Regions from separate parts of the Sus scrofa genome. Here region 2 is linked to region 1. The links are chromatin contacts, called in public HiChIP or PLAC-seq maps. All regions are on one chromosome and are shown on one strand. Each heading gives the region's core, a stretch centred on a gene start, on an enhancer-like site or on the middle of the called end of the contact. The rest is flanking DNA. Distances are from core to core; before and after follow the strand shown.

Evidence for each region. HiChIP or PLAC-seq counts read pairs in DNA pulled down with a chosen protein or histone mark.
Region 2: an H3K27ac HiChIP or PLAC-seq map of skeletal muscle shows a contact between it and region 1, with 4 times the contacts expected there. The contact joins the enhancer-like site here to the promoter of MAB21L1 in region 1. A contact is called at or near these places in 1 of 5 promoter capture datasets (fetal skeletal muscle), 5 of 47 Hi-C or Micro-C datasets (embryonic fibroblasts, fetal skeletal muscle, heart right ventricle and 1 more) and 1 of 2 datasets of contacts at active chromatin or transcription factors (skeletal muscle).

What each region holds. Positions count from the first base shown.
Region 1 is chr11:11,519,654-11,525,098 of Sscrofa11.1, forward strand. It overlaps MAB21L1 (putative nucleotidyltransferase MAB21L1), which reads right to left and starts at 1,983. Exons shown (of 1, transcript XM_001927778.7): 1 at 1-1,983. The coding sequence starts at 1,483. The coding sequence ends at 368. All of the region lies in intron 41 of NBEA (neurobeachin), which reads left to right.
Region 2 is chr11:11,831,903-11,837,253 of Sscrofa11.1, forward strand. The region is part of intron 16 of DCLK1 (serine/threonine-protein kinase DCLK1); the gene reads right to left. Among named protein-coding and RNA genes, the nearest start is that of MAB21L1, 310 kb to the left of the region's middle. Within about 2 kb of position 2,444, at least 8 of the 83 cell types and tissues checked have an H3K27ac peak or open chromatin away from gene starts, as enhancers often do. A contact at or near this core is called in skeletal muscle, where this site is marked.

The sequences.
Region 1 (5,445 bases), core at 733-3,232:
ATATCCAAATCGTGTTTACTCACAGCCAGATGCGCCTAAATCACCAGGATTGCTATAATCCTTTGATAGTTAGGCAGTGTTCATTGCGGTCTTGCGTTAGAGCCAGGCTGTTTTCCGGGTGTTACTGTGTACTTTTCAAGGGCGATATGAAATCCTTTGTAAAGAAGTCTTCTAATACTTGCGGGTTTGGGCTTTTCTCCATCCGCTTGGCTTTCCCTACTTCTTTTCCTTCCTTTGGAGGGGTGGGTGAGATGATGCCTAAACACTGTATTAGTATTCCTTTTCAAGGAAGAGATTGTTTGCACTGTCAAGTGGAATATTAGATAGGAATCGAACAGGAAGTCTACACTTCTTGAGAACTTGGAGACTAGGAATCACATTTCGGCTGTCGATTAAATTGTCCTCTAAAGTTTTTCCAAACTTTCGGGTTGGTCAGGATCTCTCTTGCAAGTCGCCACGTTTGTTTGGCAGCGTTCTCCAGAGCCGAGTGAGGTTTGCCTTGAAACAGATCTAAGTTCGGTAAAAAGTAGTGAGGACACCGCCGGCACTGCAGGCAGGAGATAAGTTGCAGCAAAATCCCGTTAAGCCGATCACCCAGGCAAGACTCGTCCCAGTCCGACTCCCGGGGATGCTTTTCACACTCGTAGGAAACCAGAGTCTTCATGTGGTAATTGTTCAGGGGCTGGCCTGGCAGTTCGAGGTGACGATCCCGTAAGGTTTTGAGAATGGAGAGGCATTTCTTTCTGCAGCCCCCCATCTGCAGTCTGTTCTCTGCCTCCGCGAACTGCAGCACCCAGGCGTCGCTCTCCGCCGAGCTCTGCTTGCCGGCCAGGGAGTGGCACTCCTTGGACAAGAGGTTGAACCCTTCCGCTTTGACCTCCGCCACCCGGTTGGGTCCAGGCCAGGGGATGTGGGGAAGTGGCCAGTGGGCAGCACTCCTTGGCCAGATCCCAGTGCATTTAAAAGCCGGTGTGATCTGCACCACGTACCTATCTCGGATTCTCAGTTTCACTTCGCTGGTGTCTGCCACCATCTTTACCACATCCCTGTAGCTGCATTTGTCAACCGCTTGAGCCACCAGCGTCTGAAACCTGGACCGGATTTTTCGCGCCGAGAGGTAGCCGGAGGCGGTAATGAATTCCACCCAGAGGGACATGCTCCTCTTGCGCCCGTCGCTCAACTTGAGCACCGCGCAGCCAGGCAGCGAGCCGTCGTCCACAAAGTTGAACACTCCCATTTGGTTAAGGTAAAGCACCACCTCAAATTCGGTGGGGGAGATGACCTCGAGGCCCTCGTAGCGATTGTCCATCTCGTTGAGAGAGCTGATGAACCGCGGCTCCTGCACTTCCACCTCCTTCAGGACGTCGGAAACTACTTTGCAGACTTCCCGGATAGTTTTGGCAATGGCAGCTTTCCTGGCTTGGCATTTTTCGTTGTAGTATTTATTCAGATGGTAGACCAGCTTGGCCTGGGCCGCGATCATGTTGGGGCAGAGATCCGGATTGTACACCGGAGTCTCGCAGTAAGCTGTGGGATCCAATGCGGCTGCTAGAGCTGGAGCCAACTTCGGTGGAGAAACGGGCCGCGGCGCTCAGAAATGTACCAGAAACGTCTTTCCGAAGTGCTGCGGCGGTGGATTCCTAGCGGCTGCCTTCCCCTTCCTTTTATCTTTGAGCCCAGCCGGTCTTAAAGTGAAAGATTGGTCTCCCCCCGTCTCTGTCTCTCTTCCTCTTTTAAAGAATCCTTGTGTGAGAGAAAGGCCTGGAGCAATCACCTTCTCAGTAATAAAAACAAAAGTTGCGCTGAGACCCAGCAAAGCTCTTCCAGTAGTCAAAATAATCAACCCTTTTCGTATTTATTTACGCTTTCCCCGTGATCATCGTGTGTGCAGGACTGTTAATCAGATGGAGGAAAAGTGTGCTGAGTGTGAGTCGGGGGTGAGTGTGCGTGTGTATATGTCAGAAGAAGCTGCTGTTGGTTTGTCTAAGAGCCCAGATGCACTCGTGTGGAAATTATAAAGGCAGGGCCAGGCAGGCTGGCGGCCAATCGCCACTGGGCTCGTCACGACAGCCTCCGTCAGCTCCAACCCGGCTAATTAATCCCCCCTCATGGATATAGGCACACAAACGAAAGGTAGGAGGCTGCTGCCGGCAGAAAACCACCCAGGCCACCTAGACAGTTCTGGAAATCAAGAGGAATCTCTCAGCTTTGGTACTAATTGAAGCATATTGACGTTTTGAAAAGACTTGGCAAAGTGGTTCTCTTCTGTGCTGAAAACCCTGCTTGTCTTTTTACCGATGAAATGCAAATACAGGTGTACTAATGGTCATCCATCAATTGGTGAACTAGAAGGGGCTTTTTCTAAAACAAAAGTCACTAACTTGCATTTCGAGTAAGATAATTAATGGCTGTTAATCCTGGAGGTCTTTTTGAATGCAGGTTGAGAGTTTGCTCTTTCAAGTATATGCACGTTGGCTTATATGGACTAATAATACCTGTGTAATTTTCTGGATTGTTCCTATGTGAGAATTTTTTTTTTAATGTGACAGAGTTTTATCTATGTTTTTTTCCTCATTTGCAGTTGTTGAAAGGAATCTGAAAATTATGGCTGTGAGATGTCATCTACTCCAGTTTGTTAGGATGTTTTGTACACCCCTCCCCCCATCTGCAGTCCTCTTTGTACTTTGATAGACTTGCCCAACGTTATAACCAGGACACTAAGTTTTATATGCAGTGGCAGAAACAGTGTGAAATAAAATACCTCAGTGATCGAGAGATTATTTTTTTCATAATGAGCTATATTTTAATGCATGTAAATTCAGGACAGATCATAGAGATGAGACCTACTGGCAGATAACCTAAACATTTGCAGGTCTGGGGTTTCTGGCTTATTTACAAAAGTATTAAGGATGAATTTCCTCTCCTAAGTGTCCTTAGTGGTCACCTGACAGCAGACTTCTAATTTTCTATTTTATGCGATTTGATTAAAGGAAATGCTTAAGATTTTAAAAGAAAATAAATTTGTAGTTATCCAGCGTTTGTAAATTTAAATATTGTTTTGGAAAACTTTGAAAGAAATCAACATTTCTAAATTTGGGAACCTTGCAGCAGAAGGGGGAAATGGATTTATGTAGAACATCTTTCCCCCCTGGTGTGTCCTTACCAACTGTGTCCTTCTTGTACAGGAAATGGAAGAAATAACACTTGGGGGGTCTCCAGTGGTATTTAAACCTAGGCAGATTTTTATTTGCCCACCTTTAATTTAGATGCTCTCTCTTTCAAATTAAGAATATTTCCATCAGAATCCTATAATTCCTGGAACAGGTTTGTAGGCACTTTCTTTCAGAGCCACTTGTAACAAGATCTTGTTCCGGGCTCCCACTTTTACCCAGGCTTTTGATTTTTTTTCTCTTTTGCACAGGTACAGCATCATTCTTTCTCGTTATCCAAGAGTGGTAGATTCTGATATAACTTACAATAGTGCATTAGAGTCAGCGCTCCTGGCATCCACTTCCTCTGTTCCCCAAGAACCTTCCATTCCCTTAGAAGCAGGGATAGGGCGTCCCCGCCAGCCCCTCCCCACTTTGCGGGCGTTGCGGGTGAACGCACTGCTACCTTTTGGCAGTTGGAAGACGAAGAAGAGGAGGCAAATCAAAGCCCAGAGAACCTGCGGCCACAAAGGCAAGGCTATGCCGTGGTCTCTGGGGAAAAGCCACCTCTGTCCCCACCCAGGGAAGGTCCCTCGCGCTTCCCGCTGGTTTCCTCTCTCCCGCTTTCTTGGCGCTCCTGGCCCATCCTTCTTTCCTTCTCTGCTCAGAGGCCCGCAGGCTGTGTGTGTGTGTGTGTGTGTGTGTGTGTGTGTGTGTGTGTGTGTGTCGCCGTTCGTTCGTGTGGCATGTTTTAAACCCTTACTTAGTGTCCTGCGTTGCTCCACATCCGCTGTAGGCCATGTTCTCTGCCCAAGCGCCCCTCTGCCCGGCCGCCGCCGGGGCCCACGTGTGGGCGCGGTCGAGCCCCGCGCTGTCTGGGAGCCGGCTGCGGGCCCCAGCGCCCGGCGCGCTCCCCCTCGGGTTCAGGTCAGAGTGGCTGCTTGGGGACCTGGCCCTCGATTTCCTGGGCCACCTGCACATGCCCCCGATTGTTGAGGACGTAAGGCAGCCTGAGACGCAGAGGCCCCGGGGACCTTTAGGGGGACCGTGGCTTGGCGGTCCGTGCGGGTCTAACGCGAGGGGCGCGGGGCAGCAGCTCTGGAGCCAGGCGCGCAGGTGGCGCATCTTCGGGGCTCACTGTGCAGCTTAATTGGGTTAAAGCGAAGCTAAACGCCGAAGCACTTTGTGCAAACTAATTGGTGTAACCAGGGCCTTTTCACTAACGATTTGCACTTTGAAGAAGAAAAATGGATGGTGAGAAAGACTAAGAAACTCGTTAGTCCTCGAGTGTTCCAGGGACGTGAAGTCATCCGATTTCAAGGACACCAGGACTGTGTTTTCTGAGCTGCTTCCTTCAGCACCCATCTCGCAGGGACCTGACAGTGATTTACATAACATAGGATTCACCACACGCTCTTATCACTGTGGGTGAACTGGGCGCCCTAGAATAATACTCCAGCGCAAGTACTGCTTGTTGCTGCAACACAGTGATTTTCTGTTACACTGAACACGTGAAATGAATTGCCTTCTGTAGCTGATCCTTTCCGTGGTCTCAGACGGTTCTCACTGTTGAAGGGAAAATTAAACTATGCTGAAGAGGGTTTTTCTAGCCCTTAAATTTTTTTTTTTTTAAATCGAAATGACCTATGGAGAGGAATTTTTTGTGTAATTCTACTGATTTTCATGTAGCCTTTGTAGATAGATTTGTTTTGTGGGAGCAACTCATTTAACTATATTATAGTAAATTTTTAGAAAATGTTTTGACCTATTGAACTAGTTATCTCATATGATAGTGTAATACAGAGAGAGAGCTTAAAATCAATTTACCTACTTATGTGAAAACTTCATAAAACAACTCTAATGGCACCAGTCTTACTTGTATTATTTTTTTTTTACTATAAACATAGTAGTTAGTACTAGAATAAAAGCCTGTGTGTGTCCCATGCTTTAGGATATAAATGCATAATTGTTTTCATTGGTATGCTTTGCAGACATCTTTGACATGAGCTAATAATAGAATGATAATTGAAGAAAACTGACCTAATTTAAGAGAAAAAAAAAGAAAACCAAGCATCTCAGGATTTAATAACAGTTTGAGATGCTTGCATTTGAAGGGTATTTGGGATTTTTAAGGTCTAACCAACTTAACTTTTTCATTTCATTTACTTAGTTTACTGGGCAGCTTTGATTTTAAATGTGCTATTATGAAAAAATTGGAGTAAGGCACAAGCACACCATTATCATAAATTTTAGAATTATTAATGAATATAAAATAATTAAATATTGTGATCCTTAA
Region 2 (5,351 bases), core at 1,194-3,693, 310 kb after region 1:
TACAGGGGTGTGCTCCGTTTGTAAGAATTTGTTGTACTCTGCACTCGTGTGTGCCCTTCAGAATATAGATTATTGTTCTGTGAGAAGTAAAAGATGGACGGATCATCTTCCATGTGAAAAGTCAAAAAGAAGAGTCTGCACAAAGGCAAGTCGTGATTGACTCACCCCCATCCCCCAAAAAAGGTTAAAAATAAAGGGAAGTGCTCTGTGCATCTGTCAAGCCCATTTACTCAGGTAAATAAAAAGGTAGGTGTGCAGCTCCTGCATGCAGATCCGTCTACGGGATACAGGCAGCCTTCTCTGTGCAACTGACTCCAAGCTATTTATTGAAGCCTGAGTGTTGTCTTTCTTTCAGCGGACTTAGGAATCATCATGACCTTAGATATTTGGATAGTTTGTCAAAGAGTGTTTGACTCTGGTGTCTCATTATAGAAAAAAAATTAAGAGTGATAACTGGGGGGGGGGTTAAAATTCTTTTCTTTCTTTAAGACAACTTAGTCTATTCCATCAAACAGCATAAGGCACCATCATTTGGGGGAAACAAATGTCCAACCCCGTGGAGTCATTTCCCGGCAAACACTAAGATGTGGAGCTTTACCTGGAGATCATTTCAGAGACATTAAGATGGAGGAGAAAAGTTGCCTAGGACTTCTCAGAGTTCATTTCTCAAATCATCAAAACCCATCCTGCCTGTGGATAACTTAGGGAGACACAAACAATGCCCCTTGAAGGAAATGCCAGGGCAGTTGACTGGAATAGAAAACGATTGGATAGAATTCTTAACCCAGTTTTAAAAAAATCAATACCTCCCATGGTCCCTTTTGCTTGAGCAGATAAGCCAGCTAAGTAATCTGACAGTTACGAAATATCGAGAAATAAATTCATGCAATAGCTAGTACATAAAGGGATTTCCGGGGAAGAGAGGTAACAATAAAACAAAAACAAAACAAAAAGGTGGAGAATTTGAAAACACAAGCTTACCAACACACACAATGCATTCTATAGCTCACTGTGCTCAGAGGAGCTTCTATGACTAAGGTGTAAATGCATTGTTTCATCCATCTAATAAGGTCACGGTCGGGCTTGATGATTTTAAAATGACAGTATATACTTCTATAGAACATATATACTAAGGTACTGTTGTTCTTCCATTTGTTGAGGGACAGAAGAGCACTAGAAATCATTGTTTTAATTAGCAACATCAGGAAAATGCTTTGACATTAACTCAATATACTGTCCTTTTAACTGTAAGGAAAACTGATACTGAGCATGTGCAATGGAAAGAAAGCTGGCAAATGTCTGTGAATAATGGGTGAAAAAAAGGAATGAGGGGGTGTGGCATCTCAATCAAGATTAAAATGAAACTGATAAAGCAGCATATGGACTGGATAACAAATCAAAAGCATGTTTATCCACTGAAGGAACTGGTTAATGGAGACTGCCAGCACGTTGCCATGGAAACACTGACTGTTGAGCTGCACCGTCTCATACCTTATCCAATACATTCCTGGTTGTTGGTAGTAGTCCAAAGACCCTGATCTCTTGATGGTAAACCCGTGGTCCAGCTGAGCAGAGAGAAATGGGGGCAACTCAGTGGATCAACATTATGCTAAAGGATTAAGACTCCAGACCAAGCTGTTCTTCATTGGCTATATATGTACATAGAGTTACGATGCCTCTTCTGCAGGGTGACTAGCTAATATCCTAAAGCTGTACCTTGAAAATAAAAAGGCAAGAAAAGACACTAATCCCTCATGAATATCTCGGAGGCCAGTTTGTTAGAAAAGGTCTAATTTCTCAAACAAGTTTTTGATTGCACACTTAATAATATCTTCTCAATTTCAAAAGATATAAACACCGCTTCAAATTCTATAGCAATGGAAAATGCTTTACAATAAAGTACTGAATCAGCTTTAGCCACCTGAGAGAAAGCAGATTGGACCCCCCTCAAGTCTTACCCCATCAAGCTTAAATGTGAGGGCTTCATAAATATGAAATAAAAGATGAAAATAATCAGGTTTTGAACCTCCATAAATCACAGCAATTTGGATTTCTTTAAGAGTTAATCTTCAAAAGCAGAGCTACTCTTAAAGGTGAATCAATTACATTTCTGAACTAGAAATATATAGTATAAAACAGTAAATTCTCTCTAAGAAAATAAAGAAAATGAAAGAAAAAATAGCTTTCACTGTATATTAAAAGTGCATATGTGCAGCTAAGTGCTTATGATTAACAAAAGGTATCATAAACAGAAGACAGGATAAATTCTCAGAGTTGCTCCTCTTGGAATAAGATGTTAGCCTTTGGCTACCTAGGAATAAAAGATTCAGTCCCCAAATTTGAAAAACAATAATCATGCCCTGTGCCTGCTCCCACTGTTCTGCCCACGAGAGGTTGCAAGCTGACCACTTTTCTTTCTGGAGAGGCTCATGAGCGCTTTCAGGTGTGGTACTGGCATAACACTGACGACAGTTTCTAATGCTAAATTCACAAAGGCACTTCAAAAACATGCCATAGCACCGGGCGCTTAAACTAAAAACTGCTCCGAAGATTTGGTATTCTAATTGCAAGCTAGGATAGCCCAGTGTTCTCAGAACAGAAATGTGAGATTTTAACCTTTTTAAAAACGTATGTTCGTTTTATTTAGGGGGAAAAAAAAAATCCAAGTACCCTTGCTGTTAGGAAGATGAAGGCCTGCGTTTCTGTTTCAGCCCAGGGATAGCTACGCAGTAACTAGCTCTCTACTGCCATCTGCAGGCAAAGTGTCCCCTAACACCACACTGAGGAATGCCCTCGTGCAGAGAGGTCTTCTGCTTCAGAAAAGAAGCTTCCCACTATCACAATTATTTGCACACTGATTAGTATGGATTTGTTCAATTAGACTGAAATGCTCTATTTGCATGAGCAAAATGCAAAATAAGAACTTGAAAGCATTAGGAAAATTATTGGTTAAAATAATAAACAGCATTAAATGAGGAAAAATAAATTGGAACTGACATCTGAGTCATCGGTTCTTCATCAAGCTGAGCAAATCTAATAACACCTCCCTCCCCTCCCTTCGCTCTCAAGAAGTCCACCGTTAAAATGTCATCTCTAATTCCATTTTATGTCTATAAATTGCATTTTAATAACCTTTTGTTTCCCTTTCTGTTCTGTTCTGGGTTTCTTTGCTTTGGTTTGGTTTAGTTTTAATCCCCCAACTACTGGGAAAGGTAGTGGAGGGACAATGGAGTCCTTCTGAGAGGTAGAATATTGCAGTTATAAGGACAGCAGTGGGTTTCCACCTAATCATGTCGCCTGACCTAAATGTCAGACACCTTTTCTCCTTCGAGAAGGGCCCTATGATCCCTGTGAGCCTCCAGCTGGTAATTACTCTCCTTGCCAACTCAAGGACCTTAATATAAAGTTATCATTTGTCCTTTCTTTGGTCTTAATAATGCAGGGGGTGGGAAGCAGAGAAGAAAAAAAATGACAACACGAACAAAAAACATTAAGGTTCAGAACCATGAATGCATGTTAAACTACGCTCGTGTCATAAATTACACCCATGACTAGAGTCTGTTTGTTATGACAGTATGCTCTTTTTTCCTTTGTCACTCTGAGAAAGAAAAAGTGTCATGCATTCCTTTATGAGCAGATAGTGAGGTTTCTAAATAAGGAAAGAGAATTGCCAGTTAAAAACTAATGATTTAATCGTTGATTTCCTGAAAAAAAAAAGTTGATTGATAGTACATTCTAAATTATATATATATATATATAAATTTTAAAGTGTGTATATAATTTCCAAAAAAGCAGTCCTGTTTTATTTTAGAGGCAGTTTAAAATAAAATAGATCTTTTGATACCTCTGGGGAGAGCATACATGCCCATAGGGAAAAAGTGTCTGAATGAAATTCATGCTGAAATCTGTTTTTTTCTATATCTACCAAATAGAAGTCATTACAGTATTAAATTAATTACAGAAATGTCTGTCATGTGGGTGAATTAATAATTATATTCCAATATTAAGTTGTCACATAATCTTTATAGAATGTACCATTTGTGAAGGCTCTTGTTTCCCCCTTTCACTTAAATTCTGCCTCACGGCAGAGTATCATCTCTTTGCTTTTATATTTTAGTTAGAGATGGAATACTATTTAATGCCAAGGCTCCTTTATTTTGTGATGGTCAAATGAATCTAATTCTTTGCACTTTAAGAATGGGAACGTGGCTATGGAGTTAACATTGACTTATCCAGTGCTGTTCTGAAAGTTAATAGCAAAGGCAGCCAACTGGCAAGTTTCTACTCCCAGCCCCGCCCTGAATCTGGTGACCCACCCCAGCCTCTTATGGAGGGGGTGGATATTTATGAGGGAAAAGCATTCTGGAGAAAATGCATAAATGCATATATTATGGCAGGCCAGCGTCTCCCCAAACACCTCCTGAAATTCACAACCATCTCCTCTTTGATGCTGAAATGATCGTAACTGGTCAACATGTGAACTGTGCTTTAGAACCGACAAGGCACTTTTTCAGATACTTCTCCAAAATAGTCCATCAGTCTGAGCCTGAGTTAACGTGATGATTTTTTTTGGAAACTTTGTAGTGGATAAAGAGATGAAAAAAGCATGCAGCTAACACACAACTCAGCATCACATAGCCCGTTTTACAATTTATAAGTATATCGCCAGTTGGTACAGTTTCCATGGAAACATGTTAGTGATGAACTGAGAAACTGATACTAAATTGCATTCAAAATGGTCCAGACATGATATTAAAAAAAAAAAAATCCATGGACCTATAATTATACGAACTGGGTTTTGTTTTGCTTTGTTTTGAGATCTACTTAGACAAAGTTCTAATAAACTCATATGGATTAGGTTTCAAAATTTATCCAGGTTTGATTAAAGTAGGATTTCCCCTCCAACCTGCGTTGTCTGTCCACTGGAGAAGTGCCTGGAAGTTCCTGTTCTTAGTCATTGTAAGAATCCCAGAATACTGGGAACAAAGCATTCTTGAGCAACCAAGGCAAACTTAACCAAAGGCTAATTAAAATAAAAGACCAGGAAAAACGAAAACAAAACCCAAAATGACAGAGGTAGAAAAAGCACCCTCTCTAGCAGCTGTAAGTCCTCAGCAGGAGCAGAAAAGCAGTCCTTTTCATGGACAAGCGTGCTGGCAGTCCATTCCAAAAGAAAATCGTGAAGCAAACATTCTGGAATAGACTCATGTCTTGAATGAATGATGAAAACAGAGGGTAGAATGTCTGATTTCGCTGAGAAGCACCGTGAGATTGTTACTTTCAAAAATGACTGACTTAATATTAGCTGGTAACAAAGAACACTGACAATCTATGAAGACAGGAAGGACGCT